Regions from separate parts of the Zea mays genome. Here all the other regions are linked to region 3. Evidence: chromatin contacts called from public Hi-C data. All regions are on one chromosome and are shown on one strand. Each heading gives the region's core, a stretch centred on a gene start, on an enhancer-like site or on the middle of the called end of the contact. The rest is flanking DNA. Distances are from core to core; before and after follow the strand shown.

Region 1 (3,589 bases), core at 120-2,619, 340 kb before region 3:
TAATTTCCTCGGATCTCTAGATTGCGCACCAAAATTAGGGAAGTGCAGGGGCCCTGGCGCAAAAATAACTAAGACACAGTGCACAGTCACCCAGGACGGCGGGTTGGTTTCTTAATAACTAAGGGGCTTTTACGCTAATATGCCTCGACGAAGGGTTATACATCGATCTCGGTCGTTCGATCAAGGACTAAAGGCACCGATTAGATTGGATCTCGGTCGAACCGGTACAACACCTCGGCCATAGGATCTAGGATGGACGACTCGGATCCTATTGGACGAAAGAATACCAGGAATCTAATCCTGGCCCTACCTTCAAGATCTGACGATCTACAGCCTACCACGCCGAACCGATATTCCATCTTCTAATCTAATCTGTACACGCCCGATCCAACAGACCAGGGATTATCTTCTTCAACCCACTAAGGGCCTGTTCGTTTCTGCAGGAACGCACCAAGAATTATTCCTGCTAATCAAAACTTATACAAATTAGAGAAGCAATCCGGCTAGGAACGGTTCCAGTACTCCATTCCATAACAACCGAACGGGCCCTAAGTTGGCCATGGCGGCACTGCCCCCCCCCCCCCCCCCCCCCCCCCCCCCCCCCCGCGGCAGAGGGCACGTCGGTGAACCCCCACTGGCAATTCCGCGCGCCAAACTCCGATTACCCAGGTGCTAAGCGAATGGAATGACCGCGCGAATATAGAGGAAGGGTACAAACCGGTGATCATTCAGCAGAGCAGTGCGGCGATGTTGGGGTAGGCGGATCGGCTGCTCCGTGAAGTCCAGCGACGAATCCCGGCTAGAGTCGGCCAGATTCCGACTGGATCATGCTTCGCGCGCCTCCCCACGAATCACCGGAGTTTCCCCCACCACTTCCTCAACTGAATCGATGGCGCCGATAGAATCGCCCCCACGGCCGCGCACGGGATTACCTTCTACCCCGTGGTCTCTCTCTCACCCTTCGATTCCTCTCTCTCATCTCGACACAGATGCATACGGCGGTGGCTACGACTAGGCGGTCAGGAATTTATAAGAGCCCAAAGGCATCCGGTCGGTAGGATTCCCAGGTGAGCCGGCACGATCTTCTCAAACAGAAATCCGTTGGGCATGTGGTGGTCACGGGAGGAGGGTTGACAGGTTGACCCCACCAGATATTAGGTGCAGCCCAAGCGAAGAGAGCGGATCATGGCGCAAGAATCCCGGGCGGACGAAACAGCACCTGCCGATTCCGTTGAGATCCCCACAGAATTCTGCTCGCGTGTCACAACGAAGGGGGAAGGGATGACAGACGGGGCCCGCATCATCAGTGAGTGGAGGTCCGGGTAACGCGCGCCTGACGGGACGACCCACAAGCCAGCGAAGACAGTAGCACGCACGTGTGCTTGAGAGATGGCTGGTGCGTGGGCCCCCATGTCAGTGGTAGATGCCGATGGTGTTATGGGCCGCGCGGTGATTTCGGCCCAGGGTAGGTAAAATCCCTTTTCTTTTTCTTATTTCTATTTTCTTTTCTAATTTTTCTAATTTCAAATTCAATTAAATTTCGGTTTTGAATTTGTACTCAAGTTTTAATGAACAAACAGAAGGACCCCCTCATAAATGCAAATCCAAAATTTTATTTATTTATTTTTCCATATCTTTAAAATGATTTTGAATTCACCAATTATGCTCACCTAAGGTGTATTAAGACTCTAATTTCTAATCTTTATTATTTATTAAAATATACCTTAGCTTAATTATTTTAGGAGATTTTTATAGATGTTTTATTAATAAATTAACTCATATAATGATCTTCTATATAATCTCCTATTTGAAAACATATTTATTCAAGTCACATAATAGACTTTCTTAAATTACCCAAAGTCCATAATGGATGCAAAGTTTATTTTACTTCTTTATTTATTACTTACTTTAATAAATGCTTTTAAGTATAGTATTGACGAAAGGAGTATTCACTCAAAAAATATGCACCTCCTATTATTTATTTTTCTGAGTTTCAAATTATGTTTAAAATTTTAAATGTCCAGTTTAGATTTGAGTGATCAAAATGTAATACTATCCTTATGTATCAATACTTATTTAAATAAATGCTTATAATGTTTCATTTTTAATGAAATGAATAATCATTTAGTTGGATAGAAAACCTTTCTACATTCATTCTTTGTTTCAAAAGTTCAGTCCTCAACATCCGAAGCTCAAGTATAATTGAAGATATCTCACTTTACTATTTAATTTCTTTATTTATTTTATTATTTTTTTCTTATACAAATTTTGGGTCTTACAAATCCTACCCTTTAACAGAAATCTCGTCCTCAAGATTTGTAGAAAAAAGGAATGTATACTCATATTATCTCAGCACATATTTATTTTTTTATTTTTTTCTTATACAAAATTTGGGCCTTGCATATTTCCCCCAACTCGATCACACTCCCCCTCCTAGATCGCTGGTAGGACTATGTAGGCGGCGGCGAGCAGTGAGCAAGAGGGGGATCGTGGGAGGAGGGTCTATTTTTATTGCCCAGTTGCGCGGAGTCGTGGAGCGTGCCCGCTCGCGCCGAGACGGAGCGAAGTTCGCCGCGTGACTCGCCCCGGTTTGTTACCGTCGCGATGGCCGGGGTGACAAGTGGGTCCCAGCCCGCAGTGACGTGCGCGCGCCCTACGGAGACCGACGTGCGGGCCCATTTTGCAGCGTACCCAAGCGCGTTGTTGGTCAGCTGACCGAGCGTGGCAAGGTGGGCCGACCCGAGGTAATTTGGCCCAGTGCGAGATTCCAGTCTTCGCTTTTTTTTCTTTTTCCTTTTTCTGATTTCCTTCCTTTCTATTTTTAGGTCTCAAATTTGGATTCCAATTTTTGTTGTGAATTTCACCATTAGGCTAAATGCAAAATTCGAACCCTAGTATATGAAGAATATATATTTATTTATATCTTTATTTTATTTATATAGTATTTTCTTTCTCTTCCTCTTCCCTTTGTCATTTTATGATTCCTAAATCTTCAATTAATGTTTTAAATTCTAGTTTGTACATCAATGTATTGTTTTTGATATTATTATTTTCATTATTTATAAATGCACAATCAAATAAACTTCAGCATGATGCATATGTCATTTATGTGTCTTTTGTTTAATTGTTCACTTTTAAATATGTTATTCACAAGTTCTACTAAATAGAGGCAAATCATATAAGAAATATGTCTCCTTTCTTTCTCTTTACAACTTGGGTATTATAGCGATCTGGGCGCTGGGGTGGCGCCTTCCCTGTGTCGCACCGGACGGTCCGTGCTCTGGGCCGGACGGTCCGCGATGGCGCAGGGTCGTCTTTCTCCTCCTCGCTGGAATCTAGATCTCGCCCCCTAGGGGAAGAGATCTTAGGGCGCTCCGGGTCGACAGATCACCCAGGGCATCCCCAGACGACGTGGAGTCGCCTAGGAATTAAGAGATCAATTCGAGGAAGAGATCTTGAGTGGACAACTAGATCTTGGCCCCTAGGAGGGGTAAGATCCTAGAGTCATCTTGGGGTCGGCAGGCCACCCAATACGGATCTAGAAGACGTAGAGTCAAATAGGGGTGGAGGTGGATATGCGGAAAGCTAT
Region 2 (3,955 bases), core at 720-3,219, 420 kb after region 3:
CTCAAAAGAAAACCTAAAAGACAATAAGAAGACTTACAAATATTCAGCACAAGTCCAAGACACAATACCGAGCCCAAGTGAAAAGACAGAATAAATCCAAGAATGGGCTGTCAGCTGGCGCACTGGTGGCTCACCGGACCGATCCGGTGGTGCACCAGACCGTGTGCGCAGAGAGCACTTGAATTGGCTCTCGGACAGCTACCGCACCGGACTGGTCTGGTAGTGCACCAGACCATAGTCCAACGACTAGTAGCCAACAATCATTTGACGTGGCGGCACTAGAACGTGCGGGTGGCACTGGCACACCGGACCGTCTACAATGCAGTCAGAGGCAACGACTAGCTGACATGGAAAGTCCAGACCAAACGGTCTAGTGTGGTCGCAGACAGAATCTGCAGCCTTTCCACAAACGACTAAAATTGAGTGGATGCTCTATATAAACCACCCTAGCCGGCCATTTGGAGTTGTTGGAGCACAATAAACATATCCAAAGTATAGATGCATATTTCTAAGAGCTCCATCGCACAAGTGCTTAATAGAATAACTCGATGATTAGCGTAGGTGATTTGTGAAGTGCTTAGGTTAGTTAGACCACATTAGCGCTTGCTCTATATGTATTCCTAGTTGCATGAGTGATGTTAGCAAACCCACAAACCCCTCGGCTCTTGTGCAAGACATTGTAATTATATCGAGTGCGGCAAGAGTCTTGCAAGACCATATCAGCCGTGTTTGATACGACTATCACCGTGTATCGGAGGGAATGAGATCCGCGACATTTCGACAGGAAGCTCGATAGTGGAGACGGCTGGGAGCATCCGAGAGAAGCCAGAAGCGAAGTACCACTTGCACATGGAGAAGGTCTGCGACTCTTTACCGAGTTACTCGATTGTGGTGCTTGGCCCTCGCGTGGGCTACCCTTTGCATAGGGGCACTAACGAGGATTAGTCGGGACCTTACGTGGTTTCAGATACCTCGGTAAAAATACCGGCATCGTCCCCGAGAGGTTGAATCTCTACCTTTGCTCTTTAACTTCCGCATTTACTAATTACTTAAGTAGCAATCTTTACTATTCTTAGTTTAGAATATGGGACTGAAACTTAGGTTGGAAAACTCATTTTGTGGTATAGATAGCAATGCTTAGACAAAACCTAGTTTGCGCATTCTAGTTTACTTAATTGCATAAGTTTTGTTCTAGGGTTTTATTTGTGGCCTGGTTTAGTGAGAATTTTAGAAGTCTTAATTTACCTCCTCTTAGTCATCCGTGTTTCTTTTAGCTACATTGTTGGTCCACTCACGGATGCATATTGTTTAGGCCTACTACAAAGATAATTTTTTACACCCCCTCGAATTTTGGGCTCTGTACTATCGCACTTGTTGCACGTGCACAAAGCCCGTTCCTGTTCATAGGAACCATCCCACCCACCATATTTAGCATACCAAAAATTAATGTTCAGTTAGAAATTGTAACAAAAATAAAATGATTTATTGTTTAAGAAAAGGGTTATAGGTTTATGATAAAAATGTTCTAGTTTTATGAATTTTTCTATGTTATATTGAAAAGGCTTCTAGCTTTGGTAAAAAATATACCGTCTTAATAAAGTATATAAAAAATCTATTTACTTATTTATAATAACCTAATAGTTATCATCGTTGTTCCCATTATTTAAAACCAATATTTTACTTGCCTTTGGCACTGTTCTATTGGGTAGAAATATGTACAATCGAGGAAAATAGAAAATAAAAAGGGAGAGATAGATAAAAAATAATTTGTAAAATAAATATGTGAAAAATAATTTCTTACAAGTTATTACTAGGCCCTCTAAAATTTGTCTAGTCGTTTAGTTTTTATTTATACCATTAGTTTTGTAATTAAATTATATGTATTATTATAATTAGATTAAAACATCATTCAACGAACTAAACTCGAGCTTGGTCGCTTGGCCATGCACTGTCCCTGCGCCGCAGTTGACTCCGTTTGTCTCGCGGTCTCGCCCCCGTCTCGCTCTCCGACGACTGGTGTGCCGCCGCCGTCCTGTGCCAGGTGCTAAGGCCTTCGTCAGTATCTTCGCCGGCGACGAGCACCCACCAGGTATTCCCGCCTTTCTCTGCTGTGCGAAGCCGAGCACCTAAACCCTAACCTAAAGCTTTTTAGCTGTACATGTTGATGCCGTGACGGGCAAAGCTATACATGGATCTATACATGTTGATGCCTTGATGGACAAAGCTAATAAGCTTTGACAAAAAAACAATACTAAATGGACTTCTATTTAGGATCAGAGGCAGTGTTTTGAGATATCGATTGCCTTGATAACTAACCACTTAGGTACATCTTGTGTTCAGTAAAATCAGTTGAAATTGTTTCTGGAGGAAAGTGTTGAAATCTTTAGGCAAGCTACTGGCTTGTGTGTTGATTTAGTGGATAGTTCGGCAGTGTTATCAAGTATTTTCAGGTATAAGGGGTATGCTGTTTTGGCTTCTGGCAACCACTATATTGGTGGAGTTTGAAACTTTTGGGTTCCTACTTATTCTCCTTCCACTCAGGCACTCAGTCCTTTCAGCTTAGGTTTTTCCTACTCACCTACTGACCCTTTTTTCTTTATTTTAAAATGTTAGACTCCGGAAAATTGCCCCCTTTGTGTTTTATGACCTTATCTGATGACTTCTGTGCTTATATTGTTAAGTTGTTTACCTTATCTTTTTGTCTTGTTTTAGCAATGCTACGAGTTATGATTGTTATTTGATTTTGTAATTTGTGAGATGTCGAATTTGCTACCCATATTTGATCCTTGCATATGCTTTTGTATCTGAGTAGCATTTAATATGAATTAACTTATATCTTAAAATTTTATTGCAGCTCCTTGATTTCTAGAAAGAAAGGAGGGGTTGTTTTCCTACATCTTGATCATTTGGAGATTTTTCTGTCATTCTAATGGAGGTAAAGGAAGTATGTGTCCAAGATATGTTGGTTGACCTGGAGAAAGGCAAGTGCTTGCTACCCATAGAGGACAATAGTGGGATGAAGGTTAATTCAATAGCTGGGCATGCAAGTACAATGCGGCCCAGCTCATGGGATGATCTTGTAGCACTGAAGGATGATAAGAGTCACCACATATGTTGTTTCTCTTCACACCGTCAAGATTCATCTGTTAAAAGTGGAGAGCCTATGAAAGCTGAAGGGGAGATCAAGGTTGGGATTTTGGATAAGTCAACTGCTGATAAGGAAAATAAAAAATGGTATAAGAAGCCGCCACGACCTCCAAGATCACAGACTACTTCACCATTAGACCCTGCTGATCAGAAGCTCATCAGTGCACTATCGGAGCTTGCGGTGTTAAAGAAGGCTAGGATTGAGCGTATGAAGGCATTGAAGAAGATGAAGAATTCCAAACCAGCATCTTCCATTGGGAACTTGGTGGCTTTGATCATTACCGTCATCTTATGTTTCTTCATACTTTGGCAAGGTATAACAACTGGTAACCTATAAGAAATGTTTACATGCGCTATGTTCCATGCACAAACGGATTCTTGTTCACCAGCACTGGTTGTGCATAACAGTAAATCATCTTTGTTGCTTCTGCTGCATCCGCTGCGACCTAGATATTTCCTACTTAATCACCATTGCATTATGACAGGTGTTCACTGCAGTTATACTTGCATTCACTTTGCAACCAATACCTTGTCAGCAGTTATACTTGCATTCACTTTGCAACCATTACCTTGCCAGATATTTATAAAATGGTGTTTGACTAATTCCTTCAGTGTACTACTGGTCTACTGCATCTTTGAAGCTGTTCAGCTGCTTTAAAAGCATAGCTGCAGCCATTGTTTTCAGATCGCCTGATCGTCTGATCGATGCCACTGGGTGATCAGACGATTAGTCGCGATTAGGCGACGATCAGGGCGATTAGTCGCCCCTGATCGACCCTAATCGTCCCCTGGTCGTCCTATGTATTTC
Region 3 (3,860 bases), core at 1,013-3,512:
TTCTGAAATAACTTGAGCTTATGGACATGTATTGTCAGTCCTACAGCCAGTGCAACTTGTACAGAGAACCATACATCACTTGGTCAGTCAAAAAACTATTATTGTTAGAAAAATATAGCCAAAATACTTTGTGTCCTCTGGTCTTGGCCTTCCAGTGCTTAATTTGTATTGATCATAATTTGAGGCAGTAGTGATTTGAACGTAAGGAATATCTTCTAACATATAAATTCAGTTTCAAAAGCAGTGTAGAAATATTTGATGACTCCTCTACACCAACTTCAATCACATAATGTGAAATTGATGTTTATTTTTTTTAAGTTTGATTACGACTACATCTGCTTGTTTATGCTACCGACCTGACCTTTCTTATTTACGATAGGCTAATTCCCAGTTAAATGACTCAGGAAATAAACTGAACAATATGCCCATATACGACTCCTTGCTAGAGACCTGATCGCACGGTCCTAGCGTCCTACGGTAAGCAGTGGTGGAGTTGCATAGGAACCACTGAATTCAGCTGAAGTAAGTGTTACGTGGTGTACCATGCATCATGTATCAATTAGGAACAAACACCAAGAATTGCATAAAGAATATAAAACATCTTACCATCATATTCTGTGCATCATCAGTTGCTGCTCATCCAGGCAAAGATAGTCAAATTCCTAGGCAATATAAAACAGTCAATAAACACTACTAACAAGTTTTGCAGCGACATGTAAAGATGACAAATCTTACCATTTTATTCACCAAGGATTATACTGGAAATACCCTCAAACCAAATAAATTAAGGAAATACCTTCCAAACTATCCTATAAACTGTCTCCTCGTTTTTCATTCCAAATATTGTTGTAGTTACTTTCTAGAGGAACATTTATTACTATTGTTTTTCCTTATATTTTCAGCGCTTATGACAGTGTCCAAGCCCATTTTTAAAGTTCATAGTTTATTCTAATTAATGGATTCAGATTAAAACACTGTTCTATCTGAATAAAAAAGGAGAGCATTGCAATAAATTAATGCCATAAGTTTCTTGATAAAACCTGACATCTTCAAAATCGTTTTTAAGAAATCATGCACACAACTCATTTTCTCTACAGGTTAGTGAAGCATTGTCTCTTTGGAAATGCGTATCAATGTAGCTAGATTTATGTGCTCTTGGAATTTTGTAAATCCAAATTAAAATCTTCAAATTTAAAATCATCATACCATACTTGATAGTGTCTGAGATGGAAATTTGGTAAAAGGGGTGCATCAGAGACTGTATTGATACCTTAAGTAAGTTTCATAAACCATCCATTACTATCGTTTATTTAGTTTTTATATCTTACATAAAAAAGCTTTTTCCCCTCAGGTCCGGTGAGGCTGACGTTTTATCATGAATTCGGGGATGTTGCACTTTTGTGTTCGCAAGAACTATGTAGTGCATACATGTTTATCTCCTCCTAGGTTTCATCCTGGATAAGGGAACACCGTGTTTTTATGTTCATCGCGACAATGCGAGGGATATATGTCGATCCGTCTGTAGCTTAGTCTCTATAATTATGCTTGTCTTATGAAACCAACTTATACATATAAGTTGATCCTTTGGTGGTAGCATCAGGAACCTGGATCAATACGTTCTATCCTGCTTTTGGATGTGTACCATATGGATGCACAGATTAATGAAGGATTGCTATGTAAAACAAGCGCTACACTTCTATTTTAGTGTGCATGTATATATGTGCCCCGAGTTATGCTTTTATTGCACTTCATTTTGTTTGTGCTCTAATTGCTATAGCAAATGAAGGTTTTTTTTTCTATAGTTCCAATTTGATATGCATTACTATGTTCAGTCTCTATGTGTTTGGTCTGCTCATTGCTTTGTTGCTCTACCTGTCTCGCACTAATTAGTTTTGTGGATTGTGCTAAATAATTTATCTAATCCTCTGCTAAATTTGAATATGATATGTACAATTGCTCGCTCCTGTTTTACCCTTTGTTGGATAGGGCGTCCGAAGGGGCGCCGCCTGATCTAGTGGCTCTCAATGGGGGGGGGGGGGGGGGGGGGGGTTCAATGGAGTTTCATGAAAACAGGGACGTGAAACCCCCAATTTTGTCAAGGCCATTATTCCAGCCCAACCCCATCGTCTTCTATAGTTACATCTACACTACACCTAGGGCCCAGGAAAAAAGCCCACACCCACAGCATAGGGCACAGGTCCACAGCGGTCCAAGCGAGTGCTAGGCTGTTAGCAAATATCAAACTCCACTGCTACCACTAATACACATCGCCCCCGCACATATCGATCTCGTCGTCGTCTCCCCCGGTGGCATGCTCCGCTCCCGCTAGATCCGATCTATTATCTATGGATCCCCGCCGTCTCCCCATCCTTCTCTCCCTCCTGCTTGCCTTCTTCTCCGCCGTTGTCGCCTCTGACGAGATCCACGGATGCGGCGGCGTCGTCGAGGTCGACGTTCCTCATGTTGCTCTATCTCCGTGTACAGTGTGTTTCGCTTTGGTTAGGTGTGACTTGTTACACTGATGCGACTTGGGGTTTTGGGTGGTTTCAGGCGAGCTCTGGCTTGGCCAAGTCGAGGAAGGCATCGGATTCCAAGCTCGATTACTCCGACATCACGGTATGCCGTCCGCTCCCGCCATCGTCAGTTTTTATATCTTAGGACCGTCTCATCCCATCACGTAGACAAGCTTCGTAGTTGCACTCAGCTGTCCTTTCCTATCGAGCTTTGACTGGTATTTTTATGCATGATTCGTTTAGTCTAAACATACATTTGCTTGATGCCGTTCACTTGAATTGGACCTCATGGAGAGCTGAACACGTTCTGGTTGCATGATGCTGAGTTACCGCCGCTGCTCTAACAACTATCCTAGTTTCGGATTGCCTGTTGTCCCATGGTATTCAGATCACTGCCCTATGGGTTTGCATGGTTGGGTTTAGCGACTCTACACTCTATTCAGACCATTTAGAATTACCATTAGGGCACAAGAGGTTGCCCTGCCGGTGTTTTGAGCACATACTGATTTCTTGTTTCTGGTAGCTTTGGTGATTGCTGGACCTTAATTATGCTGGGGGGAGCGATGGGGGATGATTCAAATAATATTGTCCATTAGATTTGAGTAAGGGAGAGAGTTTATCCAGCGATCTGAAACGTTGGTTTTCATGTTTTGTTAAGTCTGGGTGCAATTTGTTTAGTGGAGGTTGTGGGTGTGGGGGATGATTTGGTTGGGTGGGTTCTACTAAGTTTAAACTGATGGATATTTTCATCTCTCATATAGTGACATATGCAAACTGTAGCATGTAGAGATTAATATCATTTTTAATACATGGCTATTATTCTAGTATTGCTCTATTTGTGTCTGTGTATGTTCCGTTAATCATGCTTGTGCTTTGGTTTTGATGCATATGTTTTTATATTTATTTATGATTTGCACTAAGCCTCCAACTGATTCCCTCTTAACTTTGTGTATCAGGTTGAGCTCTGCACTGTTGATGGTTTGGTTAAAGAAAGCACACAGTGTGCTCCTAATGGATACTATTTTATCCCCGTCTATGATAAGGTATCTTTGTGTTTTTTGTTTACTTTAGTTCTGGATTATCTTTTATGTGTTCTCATTTTATTTACACATACAATTTTATTGCAAGTAGGAGCAAAGGTTAAAGGGCACTACTCCCTCCTGTCACAAAACATGTTATGTTTTGGCTACTGTCAGCATGATGCCCTGTTTAAGTTTTTGTCATCAATATCCTTTTTGATATTTCAATTGAACTTCTAGAAATTGTATAGCCTGATCTTCCTTCAAAAAACAGTTCCATACTATTACATCATTGATATATTTTATACATATTTAGACAATTAGACTA
Region 4 (3,875 bases), core at 798-3,297, 460 kb before region 3:
ATATGCTCCTTGTGAAGAGATGGATGTAAGTCAGCATCACATTTGGAAAGCGAAAGAAAGATAATAATATGGCAACCGGAAACATGTGCATCTGGTAGAGCTGTCAGATTTGAGATGACAAGGACACGGCGCTCCGCTTACCCTTGACCACGCCATGGTGTCGACGTCGAGCACGTCCACCCCGCCGTGGTAGCGGTCGCCGCAGTCCCCGCCGAAGACGAAGAGCCTGGCGCCGACGGCGACGGCGCTGTGGCTGTCCCTGGGCGCGGGGGCGCCGCCCCTGATGGCCTCCGGCGTGGACCACGTCATGGTGGGCACGTCCAGCACGTGCACGTCGCTGAGGTAGTTGCCCTCCCCCTCCCCGCTCCCGCCGAAGACCACGAGGCGGTCGCCCCCGACGACGGTGACGCTGTGGCTCTCCCGCGGCGACGGCGCCGCCCCCCTGCACTGCGGGCGGCTCCACTCCCTGGTGCGCAGGTCCAGCACGTGCAGCTCGTTCACCTTCTTGCCGCCGTTGGTGCCCCCGAACACGAGCATCCGGTGGCCCACCAGCGCGGCGCCGTGGCTGTCCCGCGTGCCCGGCCGCTGCCCCGTCGTGGCCAGCGCGCTCCACGCCATCGTCTCCACGTCCAGCGTCACCACGTCGCTGAAGTGCAGGCCGCCGCAGCATCCCTGGAGTTAAAGAATCGCGTCGCGTCACAGCAGCTCCGACACCAACCACAAAGAAACGGATTGCAGAATGATTGCTCGTTCGTTCGATCTGATCAACATCACTGTGGAAGTGGAACCATGTGTCGGATCGTCCAGCAGAGGACGGCGTCCGGGTCGGTGCAGTAAGTAGCACCCATCCAATTGCTGCTGGCATTCAACATTTTTCTCTTTGCGTGACCACTGACCATACCATCATCCCAGCAGCACACAATCAGGGGGAAGCTTAAACGCGGGGCGGAGTGGTCCTCGCCTGGCCCAACCCAAGCGGACGGGGGAAAGAGGAACAAGAGCGAAAAGGCTATCTTCTTCCTTTTTCCCATCCACTCGTCCTACTCTACTCCTGCTGCAGTGCATTTGACGCTAAACCACTGAAACCTCAGCTCAAATTAACAAACTGGATTGCAGATGGGGCGGGTTCTGCTTAGCACAACCGAGGACATCAGCTTAAAAAACCTTTTTTTTCCCGTTATGGACAAGGACTCCCTCGCTTTTGGTGAAAGCTACACGACATTTTGCTTGCTGGCTTGCTACACTACAGCAGCGGGACAAAACACAGCTCCAGAGGATGAACACCAGAGATGATAAACAACCTTTTGTCCAAAATAATCTACCCTCAGCCGGTAGAGGCGGGGTCATAGCTCAAACCACCACCAGCATGCGTCTTCTTCCTGATGAACTAGTTCGCAGCTACCAGTAAGTATTAAGCTTCCATATCACTAGCAACTAAATAGTATAGCTGTACTAGGAGGCATCAAATTCAAGAAAGACGCGAAATCTGTAGAAGAATTCAGAGCGAAAACATGGCCGGATAAGACGGGATCAAGAGGATGGAACAGAACCGCAGGCGTTGGTTGATGGACATCATATCATCATACGATAGGATACATACCCCAAAGACGTAGACGACCCCTTCGAAGAAGCAGGCGGAGTGGCCCCACCTCTCCGGCGGGTTGAAGCCGACCACCTTGGGGTACAGCCACATTGCCTTCCTCTGCCGCTCCATGCCTCTGCTTTCTGGAGAAGAAGAGGAGGGGAAAGGAAGCAGAGTGGTAGAGACTGCCGACTCGACTGGAGAGAGATGAGGAGGGAGACAGCAGGTGGCAAAGGGAGATATGGAGGGAGGGAGAGAGAGACGGAGCGACTGAGCGAGCGAGCGGGCGTTTTCACAAGGTGTCACACCAGCCGTCTCTGTTGCTGATGAGATTTGCCACAAAGGAGAGAGCGCTCTCCAGCTAGTGAGGCATCACACGTCAATCAATCGGTCGCTCGCTCGCTCGCTTTCACTCGGGAGATGGACATGGACATGAAAAGATAGGGCCTTTCAACTCATGTCCAAGGTTCTCCCAGTCGCGGCGGGTCGCCCGCCCTACCCCCAGCTATGAATACTGGCGACCGAGCCGCTGCTGCTGCTGCGTGGAGGCGACGGAGGCGAGTGGGGACACGAGTGACCTTGCGATGCAAAGGCGCCCTGCTCTGCTCTCCTATACTATGGTCTGATACTCTGATTCTCCGTGGTGTGGTGTGACCACGTACTACACACTCCACTGGTAGGAGTAGAGTGAGTAGTAGTAACAGCCGCGCAAGGCAGCATCTATTACTGGCTACTGCTGCTATGAAAATACAGCATGAAATGAAGAGGCGGACTAGACTGGACTGGACTGGACTGGATGGTGTGGGCGTGTATGGGGAAACGTGTGCCTGGGAGTGTGTGAGGGAGTATCAAATTGCACACCTACATGGCTACAGTACACTCCACGCTGACGGACTACCGACGAACCAGGGCTTTGGTTTGGCTTGGGTTGGAAAACGGGGGGTTGTGATTTGTTCAAAATTATGGGGTTTTGGGATTGGGATGCATTGCGGTGCGTGGCCGTGATGCCATGGGAAGCTGTGCCTTTTGTAGTCTATATATTTAAATTTTACTCTACGAAACATTATAGTCTATAATGCATAACAGTATAAAACAGTGTTTTGGATAACCATATAGATAAACTTTTTTATACGGTCTTAGGGTGAGTACTTTGGTGGTGTTTAGCTCCTTACAAATTTTGAGAAGTTAGATACCACAACAAATTCTATTATCTAATTATATATTTAGATTATGAGATTCTGGTACAAAATCCAATACAAAATTCAAACATTGTTTGGCTAATAATAAAAAGATTGTAGAATGAGATTCTAGAAATGATGCACGAACCAAACACGCCCTAAGAGCTAAGTATAATAACAGGCTATAAACATGTTAAATACTGAGGTGGAGGAAATAGAAGAAAAACATGTGTAAACTTATAGCCAGCTCAAACACAAAAACAAAGACGCTTTGTGAGAGAGACAATTAATTGTGAAAAGCTAACTACTATATAGATGGGCTAAGGGGTAGGCTGCAAAGATTCTTATAGCCAGTGTTCGGCTATATTATTATACTTTCTCTAGTAAGATGCATAGCCTCAATTTAGATACCAAGTAAAATAGTAACTTAGTATCCTAATAATAAAAAGGAGAGATAAAAGATAATCTATTATATAAGAAACTACTTTCTACACGAGAATCAAGATAAAAATACATATGATTTGGCGATACGAAGCAAGTGCTTAGATGAAAATTTAATTAAAAAACATGTTCACCAAAAATATAGTTTCTATGTATAAGATATATTATCTAGCAAACATAAAAATTATACCATAAATTATATTTGGAATTGTCCTTATTTTATCTACAGTGCAACTCAACAAAGTATCATATTTAATCCTCTATCCTCGACACTTTTTAATATAAAAATATGTCAGCGTCTCGGAAAAGACATACCTCCGACTCGTACCATGACACGTGCAAGGATCTTATCATCAGCAAATTACCAGATTGACTTGCATAGGTCCACAAGCATTGGGACCCATGACCAGGAAAAGACTACAAGACCCCATGCCTTGAGATGTGTGCAATAGGCCCTCCCTAGGGGCTCCTTGTGCAGAAGATAAGAAGCAACAACATAAGAAAGTTCAAGAGCACTCAAGTGGAAGACTTTCTTCAGAGATAGGGAATCAAGCATGAGTTCTCCTCTCCCTATTCACCACAATAGAATGGTGTGGTGGAAAAGAAGAACAAAACTCTAATTGATATGACGATGACCATGCTTGAGGAATACAAGACATCAGATCGGTTTTGGA

The links. A called contact is a pair of places that touch in the nucleus more often than the background predicts.
Region 1: a contact with region 3 is called in a Hi-C map of leaf, with 3 times the contacts expected there. The contact joins the enhancer-like site here to the promoter of LOC100384763 in region 3. A contact is called at or near these places in 4 of 25 Hi-C or Micro-C datasets (ear, endosperm, leaf and 1 more).
Region 2: a Hi-C map of leaf shows a contact between it and region 3, with 8 times the contacts expected there. The contact joins the promoter of LOC100193834 here to the promoter of LOC100384763 in region 3. A contact is called at or near these places in 8 of 25 Hi-C or Micro-C datasets (ear, leaf and leaf mesophyll).
Region 4: a contact with region 3 is called in a Hi-C map of ear, with 4 times the contacts expected there. The contact joins the promoter of LOC100384701 here to the promoter of LOC100384763 in region 3. A contact is called at or near these places in 6 of 25 Hi-C or Micro-C datasets (ear, leaf and tassel).

The regions. Positions count from the first base shown.
Region 1 is chr8:37,885,117-37,888,705 of Zm-B73-REFERENCE-NAM-5.0, forward strand. No RefSeq gene overlaps it. Among protein-coding and RNA genes, the nearest start is that of LOC100384701, 120 kb to the left of the region's middle. Within about 2 kb of position 1,370, at least 18 of the 20 cell types and tissues checked have an H3K27ac peak or open chromatin away from gene starts, as enhancers often do. A contact at or near this core is called in ear, leaf and tassel, where this site is marked.
Region 2 is chr8:38,647,752-38,651,706 of Zm-B73-REFERENCE-NAM-5.0, forward strand. LOC100193834 reads left to right here and starts at 1,970. Exons shown (of 5, transcript NM_001138916.2): 1 at 1,970-2,089; 2 at 2,855-3,461. The coding sequence starts at 2,930.
Region 3 is chr8:38,228,109-38,231,968 of Zm-B73-REFERENCE-NAM-5.0, forward strand. It overlaps LOC100384763, which reads left to right and starts at 2,263. Exons shown (of 27, transcript NM_001362469.1): 1 at 2,263-2,447; 2 at 2,551-2,616; 3 at 3,470-3,556. The coding sequence starts at 2,346.
Region 4 is chr8:37,764,198-37,768,072 of Zm-B73-REFERENCE-NAM-5.0, forward strand. It overlaps LOC100384701 (Galactose oxidase/kelch repeat superfamily protein), which reads right to left and starts at 2,048. Exons shown (of 9, transcript NM_001177176.1): 1 at 1,601-2,048; 2 at 142-672. The coding sequence starts at 1,714.